Regions from separate parts of the Capra hircus genome. Here region 2 is linked to region 1. A link is a contact called in public Hi-C data. All regions are on one chromosome and are shown on one strand. The core of a region is the stretch at or near the end of the contact, and the rest is flanking DNA. Distances in the headings are between cores, read along the strand shown.

Evidence for each region. A called contact is a pair of places that touch in the nucleus more often than the background predicts.
Region 2: a contact with region 1 is called in a Hi-C map of liver, with 5 times the contacts expected there. The contact joins the enhancer-like site here to the promoter of FOXC1 in region 1. A contact is called at or near these places in 2 of 5 Hi-C or Micro-C datasets (blood and liver).

Annotation. Positions count from the first base shown.
Region 1 is chr23:776,864-783,090 of ARS1.2, reverse strand. FOXC1 (forkhead box protein C1) reads right to left here and starts at 2,507. Exons shown (of 2, transcript XM_013974207.2): 1 at 448-2,507; 2 at 1-253. The coding sequence starts at 2,425. The coding sequence ends at 761.
Region 2 is chr23:1,111,944-1,118,170 of ARS1.2, reverse strand. The region is part of intron 4 of GMDS (GDP-mannose 4,6 dehydratase); the gene reads left to right. Among named protein-coding and RNA genes, the nearest start is that of GMDS, 100 kb to the left of the region's middle. Within about 2 kb of position 3,705, at least 4 of the 5 cell types and tissues checked have an H3K27ac peak or open chromatin away from gene starts, as enhancers often do.

The DNA.
Region 1 (6,227 bases), core at 1,258-3,757:
TAATCTCTGAAATCTTTTTCTCTTATAAGAATTAAAGGCTGTATTAAAGTATCCAGACATATAGGTCTCATTCAAACTGAATGGTAATTTATTAATAAACAATGAATATGCTCAACAAAAAGAAAGCAAAGATGATAGAATAAGATTAATACAGTTTCCCTTTTCATAATCAAAAAAGCACAATTTAAAGTTTCAGGCAATTTAACGTCAGGTTTTGGAAACACTTTCTGGCGTTTGGTCCACGGACATCCAACTACAAATCAAAAATAAATTACTATGTTGCAATTTACATTTTAAAACAAGTCCAAGAATAATAAGAAAGCCATCTCCACATATGGGGGACTTCCTCCCTCCTTCCAATAGAGGATAAAAATATCTTACAGGTGAGAGGGCAAGGGACGGGGCAGGAGGAGGAGAGGTGTTCTCTGAAAAGAGGAAGAAACTTACGTGTTATCTGGAGAAACACTGCCCTTTAACAAACCATGACTCTGCTGTCTCTGTACAAAACAGTTTTACGGTTCTGTTTGTTTAGATAAAGCAAAGTGGAGGTGGCTCCGAATCCATCTTCTAAGAGAAGAAAGCCTTTTCTTCGTGCTGGTGACTCGAAAGTGTGGAGGGCTTCTGTTTGCTAGTTTGGTGGACGTTTCACGGACTGGGTTTTTGGTTTCACTTTTGCGCTGAGGGTCCTTTTGGCTGCTCCTGCTCCGGGGTTCGGTTCGGTTCGGTCCGGCTGGGAGGCAGGCGGGGCGGAGGCGGGCGGTCAGAACTTGCTGCAGTCGTAGACGAAGGCCCCGGACGTACGGTACAGGGACTGGCCGGAAGGAAAGGCCATCTGACAGCTGCTGTTCCCGTTTACCGGCGAGTTGTTCAGGCCGATCCGCTGCGACTCAAACATCTCCCGCACCGAGTGGAAGTTCTGCTGCTGGCCCGGGTAGCCCGCGGCCGCCGCCGCCGCGCTGGCCAGGTGGCCCAGGTCCCCGCCCGCCTGGTTCAGGTACCACGAGGCCAGGCGGCCTTGGTGGGCCGCGGGGTGGTGGCCGGCCTCCTGGCCGCCGCCGCCGCCGCCGTGGCCCAGGGACGAGGAGCTGCTGCTGGTGGCCGGGGGCAGGGAGTAGTCGGGCAGAGGGTCGTCCACCGAGGAGCCTCCGGCGCCCGCGGGAGCGCCCTGCACGTGGCCGCCGCGCTCCCCCGCCGCGTACAGGCTCATGGCCTGCAGGTTACAGTGGTAGGTCCCGGGGCCCCCCGCCCCGCCGCCGCCGCCGCCGCCCGCGCCGCCCGCGCCGCCCGCGCCGGGGCTCTGGCTGCAGGGCGAGCCGTACAGCGAGCTCTGGCCTGGCGAGTAGGCGCCGAGCGCCAGCGGAGGCGCGAGGCCCGCGCGCGAGGACGCGGCGGCCGGGGCCAGGAGGCCGGATCCCAGCTCGGCGGCCGCGCCCTGCGGCGACCCCCGCAGCGACGTCATGATGTTGTCCACGCTGAAGCCCTGGCTGTGCGCGGGCGCGGGCGCGGGCGGCGGGCCGGGCTCCGCGCCGTCCAGGCTCAGCGGCCGCGCCGCCGGCAGGCCGCCGGGGGGGCTGCCCCCGCTGGACAGGCTGCTGCTGCTGCTGTCGGGGCTTTCGATTTTGGGCACCGCGGCGGCGCCGCTGCTGCCGCTGCCCAGGGCGGCGGCCGGGGACAGGGGCTGGGGCGGCGAGGGGCACGTACCGTTCTCGGTCTTGATGTCCTGGATGCGCACGGGCGGGGGCTGCGCCCCGGGCGGCGCGCCGTCGGCCTGCTCGGGGGGCGCGGGCGCGGGCTGGCGGCCGGCCGTCGGCGGCGGCGGCGGCGGCGGCGGCGGCGGTGGCGGCGGCTCCTTGAGGTGCAGCCGGTCTTTCTCCTCCTTGTCCTTCACGGCGTCCTTCTTCTTGAAGCGCCGCCGCCGCCGCAGGAAGCTGCCGTTCTCGAACATGTTGTAGGAGTCCGGGTCGAGCGTCCAGTAGCTGCCCTTGCCCGGCTTCTTGTCGTCGCGCGGCACCTTGACGAAGCACTCGTTGAGCGAGAGGTTGTGGCGGATGCTGTTCTGCCAGCCCTGCTTGTTGTCGCGGTAGAAGGGGAAGCGGTCCATGATGAACTGGTAGATGCCGTTCAGGGTGATCTTCTTGTCCGGCGCGTTCTGGATGGCCATGGTGATGAGCGCGATGTAGCTGTAGGGCGGCTTCACCATGTCTTTGGGCTGCGGCTGCGGCGTGTAGGGCCCGTAGGCGCGGGCCATGCCGCCCGGGTACTGCTCAGCGTGCGCCGGGTGCGAGTACACGCTCATGGGGGCCGGCATGGCCGTGTAGCCGCCCCCCGCTGCCGCCGCCGCCGCGCGGTAGTAGCTCTGCTCGCCGCCGAGGTAGGGCACCACTCCCAGGGAGTTGGGGCTGGACACGGAGTAGCGCGCCTGCATGGCCCCGCTCGCCGCCGCCGCCGCCGCCGCCGCCGCCCCCCGCCCTCTCCGGGCCGGCCGCCCAGTCCGAGTCCGGGCCCGCGGGCCGGTGCCGGGCCGCCGCCGCCTCTGCGCGCGCCCGGCTCCGGGGCGCCTCGGGCCGGCAGAGAGGGCCGGACGAGGACGCGGCCGACGGCCTGGATCGCGCGCCGCGGCTTCCCGGCGGGAGCGGGAGCGCGGAGCCCGGGCTGGAAAACAAGCCGAAGCCCGGCCCGCCGCGCCGCCTGCGCCTCGCGGAGGCTGAGCCCCAGCCGCCGGCGGGGCGGCCAGAGGAGCGGGCGGGGGCAGCGCGCCGGCCCCGGCCCGGGCCGCGTCACCTTTCTCAGGCTCTCGCGCGCCGGCCGCTTAAGGAAGCATGGGGAAAACTCCTGAACTTTTGAGCATCCGTCACCCAGGCGAGGACTTTTTTACGCAGTTACATTTTTTCCGGGCCGCGGGGCCCCGCCCCGTCCCGGCGGCGGCGGCCAATGGGAGGCGGGAACGCCTCCGAAGGAGCCCGAGGCCGAGCGGGCCGGCCCGCGCCCCGCCGCGGAGGACCGCGGGCTGACCACACGCGCGCCGGCCCGCCGGCCCCGCGCCCGCGCCCCTGCCCGCGCCCGCGCCGGCGCCCTCGGCCGTGGGCCCCCGCGCCCGCCGCCCGCGCCGGGCGCTTTCCCCGCCCCGGGCCCCGCGCTGGACGCCCATTGTTCCCGCGGCCCGGCCGGGCCCTCCGGTCCCCGCGCAGACCCTTCCTCGTCCGCTGCTCCCGGATGTCCCTGCGCCCTGGGGCCCCGACTGTCCCATTCGCGCACCCTCCCCGCCCCTCCTCGCCCACCCGGCGCCCCGCTCCCCTCCCCTCCCCCTTCCCGCTCCCCTCCCCCTCCCCTGCTTCTTCTCCCCCTTCCCCTCCCCCTCACTTCTTTCCCCTCCGCTACTCCTCCATACTCCCTCAAACCTACTCTCCACCATCTGTCCCCCCTCTGCTATTCTCCCCTGTTCCCCCCACACTCCCCCTCCCCCACCCTCCCCATTCTCCCCTCCCCACCCTCCCCATTCTCCGCTCCCCCACCCTCCCCCATTCTCCCCTCCCTTCCCCTCCCCCTATTCTCCCTTCCTCTCCCCTGCTCTCCCCTCCCCTATTCTCCCCTCCCCTCCCTTATTCTCCCCTCCCCTCCCCTATTCTCCCTTCCCCTCCCCTATTCTCCCCTCCCCTCCCCTCCACTCTCCTCCCCTCTTCTCCACTCCTGGTCACCAGTCTCCCTCCTTCCCAGAAGTCCCCAGTCCCCCCCACCTGGAAGTTCTCCAGTCCAGAGCAGGGTTACAAAAAGGCACAGTTCTGAGTCCGAAAGCAGGGCCAGCGGGAACTGTGCTGCTTCCGCGACCCCTCCCCAGTAGAAACAAGGGAGGGGGACATGGGGCCTTGCCAAGAGCTTGGGGCCGCGTTGGCGATGGGGGTCTGCAGAGCGCTCTCCTGGAGCCTGGGCGTCCCTGGGCTCCTCTAGGGGTTCGCGGACAGGGCCTCCTAAAGGAGGATTCGGGCTGCGAACTCAGTGATGAGAGCGGGTGACGGGTAAAGACGGCCACCTCCCTCCCCGCCCCGCGTGGCTGCCGCTTGCAGAGCCAACGGGTTGATGGGGGGTGGGGGTGGGGGGTGGCGTTCAGAATCGCACCTGCAGGGCCTTCTGAGGGTCCGGCGGACCCTAGACTTGCGGCTTCTGGGGTCTGGGATGGAGGGCAGGAAGGAGCCGGCCTCTGGGCCTGCGGGGCTTTCTGCACTTCGGCCAACACGGAGCGGCCCTCCGGGCCCTCTCCTGAGGAACTGCGCGCCTCGGGGGCTCTGAAGCGCCGCTGGGCGCCCCTCACGCCTCCACCCCGGTTCGGACAGTCTGGAACTGCGAGGACGTGTAGGGAGCCCTTGGGCTTCCCGGCTCCAGTCTGGCTTCCTCCACAGCCCCAGCCACAGCTGCGCTGAGTGTCAGGGCGCCGGCCTGTGCGGTGTTAAACTGTTGGGTTTCCGAGTGGACCCTGACGTGGAGAATCTGCGGTATCTGCTCCTCCCGAGCAGGCGGTACCTCCCGAAGCCCGGCTCCCGGCGCCGCGCGGCCTGCAGAGCGCCTGGGCCGCTCCGGCCTGCTTCCCGGGCACCCACCAGGCCGCGTCTCCGCCGCCGCGAAACCCTGAGTTACGGGCAGAGGCTCGGTGCTCCTGAACACCCGGTGGGGAGGGAGGAGCAGCGAACAGTGCGTTGGTGTCCAGCACCCGCCCGCATCTCCCCGGAATCCGCTGCCTTGACCGAGGCCTTGTAGGCGCCCCGGCTTCGGAGCAGCCTAGAGGCCGAGGAAGTCAGCGGTCGCTCCGAATGCCTCGGCCTCTGGCGACTTCGGCCTTTAAACTGCGTTTCCACGGCTCTCGGCGCGCGGGCATCAACGCGGCCATGGACACTCGCCGGTTTCCCGGCGCGGGGGCTCGCGGCTCGCGCGGGAGACGTGGTGCGCGCTGCCCGGCCCGCGCGGCCTCTCTGCTCCCGGCTCCGAGGCCCGAGAGGTGGAAAGAGCTCCTTACGTAAACTGCAAATCCGACAGCCAGCCTTGCTGGGCCGCTTTGGGGATGAAAGTGGCCGTTGTGAAATGAGTTTCTGGCGCGCGGGGGGAAAAGGAGGGTGCAGTTTACGAAGATCAACTTTCCCCTGGTCGCGCTCTGGATATTCGCCAGGAAAAGATATTTGCGTTTGTGTTTTATAAGCTTCCTCGGAAGCAAACCTCCACTAAACGGCTTGATTGTATTTCAAGTACTTGACTTCTGTTATTATTGTCGGTGGTGGTGGTATGTGGACACGAAGGCGCAGAAATGAAGTCTTCAGGGAATGGGGTGAGGTTTTTAATTTCGGTTAGGGTTTCTGATGCCCCTTGCATATAGTTCAGTCACTGTCCCCACGACCTTAACTGGCAGAAATGCCTTCGCAGGAAACCTTCGCTGTTTTTGACACCCCGCGGCTGCGACCTGAAGGTCCGAGGGCGACAGCGATCGGTAATGGATGTGTTTCCTCGGATGGTCGCTGACCTTCCTGGCCCCATCCATTCCCTGACCAGCCGGCGGAGAGGGTGGGGGCGTCACAATTCCTGGGCCCCTCGATGGGGTCTTAGCTCTGAGGAGGGGTGTCACAGCCTTCCCCAAAACAGGATTCCCCCGAGCCCTCCGCTGGAAGAGCGTGAGGAAGGGAGAGGGGCGGGCCCTGCAGGAAATGCCCAACTGGGACCCGGTGACACCGCAGGAAGAGAGGGAGGGGTGACCCCCGCCGGGCACCAGGAACTGGGGGGGGTAGCTTCTTTTCATATCGTGATAAAGGGAATAGGGATCCGGGAGGGGGCAGGGATCCTCGGCCCAGAAAAGAATTCCCAAGGGGCTGTGAGTTCAGCCCAAGTTCCTGGCATTGTCCTCAAGAGACCCCCTTGGGAACTTTCCAGCGCCGCCCCTGCCCCCCCAGCCCTGGACAGTGATCCTCCCCAGACACAAGCAGGCCCCTCCGACCAGTGTCCAGCGGATCCGGCTGGCTCAGCGGGTGCCCTGCGGGGAAGCTGGCCCCTGGGGGTGCGGGTCGGGGCTGGTCTGAGGAGTGTTACAGGGGGCGTCTAGAAAAGCTGGCTGTCCCTCTAGACGGGCAGTCGGCCCGGGATGGGGGGCCGCTGCACACGAGGGCAGGGCTTTCTGCAGGGCTGCAGCTCTCCCACCTTCCCCCCTTTTGCTGCCGGGAGACAAGCGTGGAGTACGGAGCACTTCACGGACG
Region 2 (6,227 bases), core at 2,456-4,955, 330 kb before region 1:
GATCACTCTGGTATGCCAGCCAGTTAGCCCTGTCATTGAGAAGGTGTCTGTTGGTGGGGGCTTTCCTTCATGCGGCCGTGAGACCCTAAGAACGGGTGAGGTGCCTTGTACATTGACCTGACATCCACACGGAGATAACGTGTGTGTTTCTGGAGAAATGGGAGGAGGGAGGAGATGGGCGGAGAGGGCCAGGCGCACAGAGCCGCGGCCGGGGCGACACTGGGCCCCCGCGGCCGGGGCGACGCTGGGCCCCCGCGACCCGGGCGACGCTGGGCCCCCGAGGCCTGGGCGACGCTGAGCCCCCGCGACCCGAGCGATGCTGAGCCCCCCACGACCTGGGCGATGCTGAGCCCCCGTGACCCGAGCGATGCTGAGCCCCCGTGACCTACGCAGGCTGCGCTTCTCTCTTTTGTTCTCGTCTTCACTTCTTGCTGACGGATCCTGTGCAACTCAGTCCCTGTGATGTTTAGCCTCTGTAGTTTGGTACGAGGTGAAGTTGCGGCACAAAAGCCCTTTTCACTTAATGGAGCAGTGCTTGTGCTGAGGCGCTCGACCCCCTCATGGGAGTGAGGCTGGCCGGTGCCCGCAGCCCTCAGGGGCTTGCTGAGGCGCTCGACCCCCTCATGTGCGTGAGGCTGAGGGTCTTGTCCTCTGTAGACAGTGTGCTGTGTTTGGGTCCCTAGGTGTCCTTACGGCTCAGACTCCCCTTGGAAGCCTGTTACAGACCTGACAATTGAATTCAAATCTAAAACCACTTAAAAGTCCTTTCCATTATGAATTTAAGAATTTATATGAGAAAGTACTCCATGAAAGCTCTCCTCCCTGTATTCAGACAGATTGTCCTGTTTTGCTAGCCCGAGTTGGTATTGTAATTTTGATAACAGTTAATAATGCTTGGATTTTTTCTGGTGATTGGGGGACCACACAAAGGTATGTTTGTTGAGTTTGGCACTCTTAATTCACTCATAAGTGACTTGCTAAATTAAATCCAAAGTATTATTTTATCTTTGCACAGTTAAGCCAAAATTAGTTCAGATAACTAACTGCACATCTTTATCGTCATACTGATTTCTAGATGGATCTATACACACAAGCAGTAAAAGGAAGTAAGTCAGTGACGGTGCTGTGAGTGAGACACTTTGTTTTAGACGTCTGACGACGAATGAAGAATTTTCTCTGGATTCTCGATTAGATTGGAGTACGTAATCTGCATAGACTAAGATGTGCACAAAAATAATGCCTCATTTAATCCCATAGACCTGGTGTCTGGATCTGTGTTTAGTAAACGTGCAGGTGAGAGGCACACGTGAGTAATACCTCTGTTTGGTGGTGGGTTAGTCTCTAAGTTGTGTCCAACTCTTGAGACCCCAAGGACTGTAGCCCACCAGTCTCCTCTGTCCATGGGATTCTCCAAGCAAGAATACTGGAATGGGTTGCCATGTCCTCCTCCAAGGGATCTTCCTGACTCAGGGATCAAACCCAGTTCTCCTACATTGCAGGCAGATTCTTTACTAATTGAGCCACCAGTAAATTTATGTTTAATACCATAGATCCTGGAAATTTAAGAATTTAAACTTAACTTTTCCTTTGAAGCACAAAATAGAGTTTGGTATCTGTCAAACAAGATTTCTACTTTATCCTTTTAGTACAAATAGAATTTAATACAAATTCTCTTTGTTAAAGTTGGATCCTTGAAGTTGGTATGTATAGTAAGATAAAATGAAATCTTTTCTACTTCAAAGAAATTTAACATGTGATATCTTTTTAATGTATTTCTTTTGTAAATCATTAATTGCATACTTTACCAGTGCAAGTAATAAATTGTATCAAGACTTATTTAATTTAGATTTCCACTTTATTAGTAGGTTTCATCATTTTATCCTTCTTCTAACATTCACATGAAGTGTATGTTGTTTAGGAATGTCAATTAAAAAATCATTCATGATGAGTTTAAATGTGCTCTATTTACAAAGAAATACACGTATAGGCTTGGTTTGGCTCGCTAACCTATGTTTAGCTCGAAATTGCTTTGATAGTTCTTAGGGAACGTTGATTTCAATGATGAGCTCAACCGATATGCAGTCTGAATCCTCCAGGCCAGGAGACTGGAGTGGGCAACCGTTCCCCTCTCCAGGGGCTCTTTCTGACCCAGGGGTCCCACCCAGGTCACCTGCATTGCAGGTGGATTCTTTACCATCTAGCCACCAGGGAGCCCAGGAGCACTGGAGTGGGTAGCCTGTCCCTTCTCTAGGGGATCTTCCTGACCCGAGAATCCACCTGGGGTCTCCTGCGCTGCAGGCGAGTTCTTTACCAGCTGAGCCAGCAGGGAGCCCTGTGCACGGTCAGCGTGTTGGTGATTAAGGGGGGCGCTTGCTGGACGACGTGTTTGCTGACAGCAGTTGTGCAGCCGCCGTGAATGGAAGGTCACTGTGGGGGCGGCCGGGGTGCGCTCCTGGTGGTGTTGGGTGAATCAGGGCTCACCTTCTCTCCGAGTCTCCTTTCCCTCCCTCCCCTGTGCATGTCACTGGCGCCAGTTGTTGTATCAGTAAAAAGTCTTTCAGAAATCAGTAGTGTTGACAAGCTAAACCTCTGAGGCTTGTTCTCTAGGACTATTGACAACCTCGCTAGTCCTGATCGGAAACACCAGTGTCTGCCTTTACTGAGTAGATTAATTATTGTTTAAAAGCTCAGTAGAGGAAAGGTTTTGTGTGTTTTTTTGTTTGTTTTGCTTGAGGATCTTGAATGACTCACCCTGGAGTGGTTTTCTTGTTTGTTTGCTTTTTTGATGTTGACATCTACTGGGACACTTCAGAGCCTGTGTAGTCCACACCTTAGGAAAGGCTGAGGGCTGTCTAGGATTCTGACATGTTTCTCTGTCTTCCCTAGAAAGAAAGCATTTGGGCATTTGATAAAGACTAGGTGATTATATCTGTGCTGTTGCTAGTTGAAATAATGTGAGTAGATACTTTTAAAATCTGGTTTGTTTACATTTCCTTTATATTAAATATTAATATTACAAAAGTGACCATATCATTTGGCAGTTTTGCAAAATTATTTTTATTGCAATTGTTTGTGACTTAAAGCTTCAACTTCCTGTCACCTCTTCTTTTTCTGTCATGATGCTGTGGAAGTGGCCATTTTTGCTAAAATTTGTCAACAGCAGTAATGGAAAAGACTGTGGTTTTGGTTTGGGTTAAATAACGCATTTTAGTCCTCTTCTAGTTTAAGAAGGTTGCTTCACAGAGAAGTAAGTAGAGGTTCCTGGGAAGCTGCTACATTTTTTTTTTGTGGGAAAGCGGATTATTCCTGAAGCTTCCCTTCTCATCTGTCCGGATCAGAAACAGGGTTGTTTCTGGAGCAAGGGGAGCTGAGGGGGTGGGCGGTGCTGTGCCCGTCTCTGCACATAGATGGCGGCAGAGTGTCGCAGACTGCGGAAGTCAGCCTGGCAGTTAGGACAGATGGGAATGACAGTGAGAACCGGCTCCCATCAGCCCGGGCGCCTGTGTCCTGTAGTTAGACGCAAAATAGGAAAGAAAGCCACCGCTGATAACGCCAGGGTGTAGGAGGGTGCAGAAGGCCGTGAGAAGCGGCGATACACTGGCTGTCTGGACAGATCCCACGTGGGAAGGCTTAATCTTTGAAGGTAGGGCACGCAGTCCTGGAAGACGACAGGACTCGGCTAAGACAACAGGCACGTCACGGCCCAGAGCCGGCCGAGGGCTTGGGGTGGCAGGCGGGGACAGCCAAGGAGAGACCAGACCCAGCAGCGCGGCCAGGGACAGCCCGCCGCCTGCTCAGTCGAGCCGGTTCCCAGGAGGAAGTGTCAGCCCAGAAATCAGGCAAACAGTCCATGGGAACGTTCACTCAAAGGCAGCGTTTCAGAAACGGGAACTGCAGTCTCTTACGGCTCCGTCCCCTCGCTGGATCTGCTGTTCAGCAGACGAGGACAAATAGATTCCTTCAGAATGCGTCTGCAATCAGCAAGTCATCTAATGTCTTAATTAGCATTCCTCAATAATGACATCATCGCCATAATAGGTGACACTCATCCTTACAATTAACATGTAATATGTGTCTGCTTCTCCGGGGCCTTTCTGTGGCTGCCCACAAATTTCCAAGGTAGTTTTCAAGTTTCAGATTTGAGTTTGGTTAGAGCACGGGCAGGAGGGTCTGCAGAAGTGAAGCTGTGCTCATTAGAAATGTGAGACGTGGAAGCAGGTTATAAAAGAGCAGTCTGGGGCGCGTCCTGAGCTGCTGAATCAGGCCGGCGGCTTGCTCCTCGTGGGCATCGGAAGGGCTCCTCGGAGCACCGACGGTCGGCTGTCCAGGAAGCCGCCTGCGTGCCTCCCTGTTCTCCCCTCTGCCCCAGGCGCACTAGCCCCCCAGCCTCATCTCCGTGTCACAACACTGATCCCAAAGGTGTGTGTGACCACCCGCTCCGACACCATGAGCCTGGCAAGTCTCTCTGTGACAGCAACTTATTTCTCACATAATTATTTTTTTAGTAAATTTGATATCTTAACAGCCCCTTCCCTCATTTCTAGGTTCAAAATGCAGCACTTAATATAATTTATTTCTCAGCCTTCACGAAGGCTCACTTGAGCGTAGCTGCTGCACTGGGGACGGCTGTGGCCGACAGGCCAGGCCCACGCTGGGCACCGCCACGGCCTCGGAGCTGCTCTAACAAAGCTGCCGCTTGTTACTTGCTAGTGATGAAGGGGTTCTACCCTGTCACACGTCGGTAGGGCAAGAGGATCCACGCTGACACCTGGGCTCTGGTTTTTCGAGTTCAGCAAGCCATTGTGTTAACTCCACTTTGCACAGCTCGGTCTGCGTTATTCTCACTGTTTTCACAGTGTGAGCTCCGTAAATGTAAGAACTAAGAAACATTTGAACTAATCCAGATTTGAGTTTGATCCTAAACATGTAATTATTTTAGTATTTTGTGAGCTTTCAATTTAATTAAATGGAATTTTATAAGATGAAACTTTCACCACCTTACAGTCCTTAACATCAAAGTCTATGTTGTTTGAATTAGTTACAACTGTATATAAATTTCTTTATAAATCATTATCAGTGTATCAAATGCATTTGTTTTAGATTTAGCTAGGAGTGTATACGATTTGTTTCAGATCGACGTGTACTGTTTGCAGACAGCTTTTGGCCGGAATATAATATGATTTGCAGGTGCCTGTACAGTTTATCTTACACGTTTGTCCCTCTGCGGCCATCACTAGATTTAAAGCATGTGCTTTTTCTTGGTGGGAGAGTACCTGGCAGATTATCTATGTGACCTTTTTCAAAAAAAAGGACACTATTGCAAACTCCACTTCCTCTGACTACTTGATTTCTAAGAATCGTGTCTAGAGTAGGCAAATTGCACAGAATAACACTGTTTTAAAACTTTTTAAACCTGTATATATATATTTTTAGGTTAGCATCAGCACATTAGTTTTCCTTGATAAAATATTGTGAATATTTTGTGCAAATAATTAAATGTAGAACAATTAAAAATTTCCAGTTTGCTTACAGTTTTTCAGATGGATTTTAGAAAAGAGGCTCTCTATAAATAATTTTTGATGTACTTTCAAAATAGAGAAACAGATTTTATATGAGTGATAGAGGTTTTTTAAAATTTTATTGAAATCATAACTAATTATAATTCATAATGGTTTTACATTTGTAAAATGACTCTTACAAAACCTTAGATATTTGAAAGTTTGTACTATAATATAATGATAGCTTTTGTACTGCTTCTCTTGAGTATTTGTTTTTAATTGTGTTATCTTCTGTATAATTAACTAGGTGGCATTTCAGTTGATCAGTAAAATGGCGTACACTGTTTAGGATTATACTGTAAAAATATTTGTTCTTTTAATGCTTAGCTTTTCATTCTGACTATGCCTAAACTGTGCTTTTAAAAAATCTGATATATTTTAAAATATGTAAGCATTTTAAAATTGTTTATATTGATAGACAAGAGAGACTTTAATCCTAAAGCATACTTTCTCACGTAACTATTGTTCTTCGTGAAGTACTCATTATCTGTGGATAATTTAGTAAATTTAAATGCCCAAAGTCCAGTTTTGGCTGCAAATTTATCCTTTTAAAAACTCCTTCTTCTTTTTTACAGGTTGCACCTTATTTTTGGATTGAACGCTTGCGTTCCTAACTGTGTTCTTTGAGGATTTGATGTGGGGGCTCTTTCATGTCTCCAGTTTGTTTCT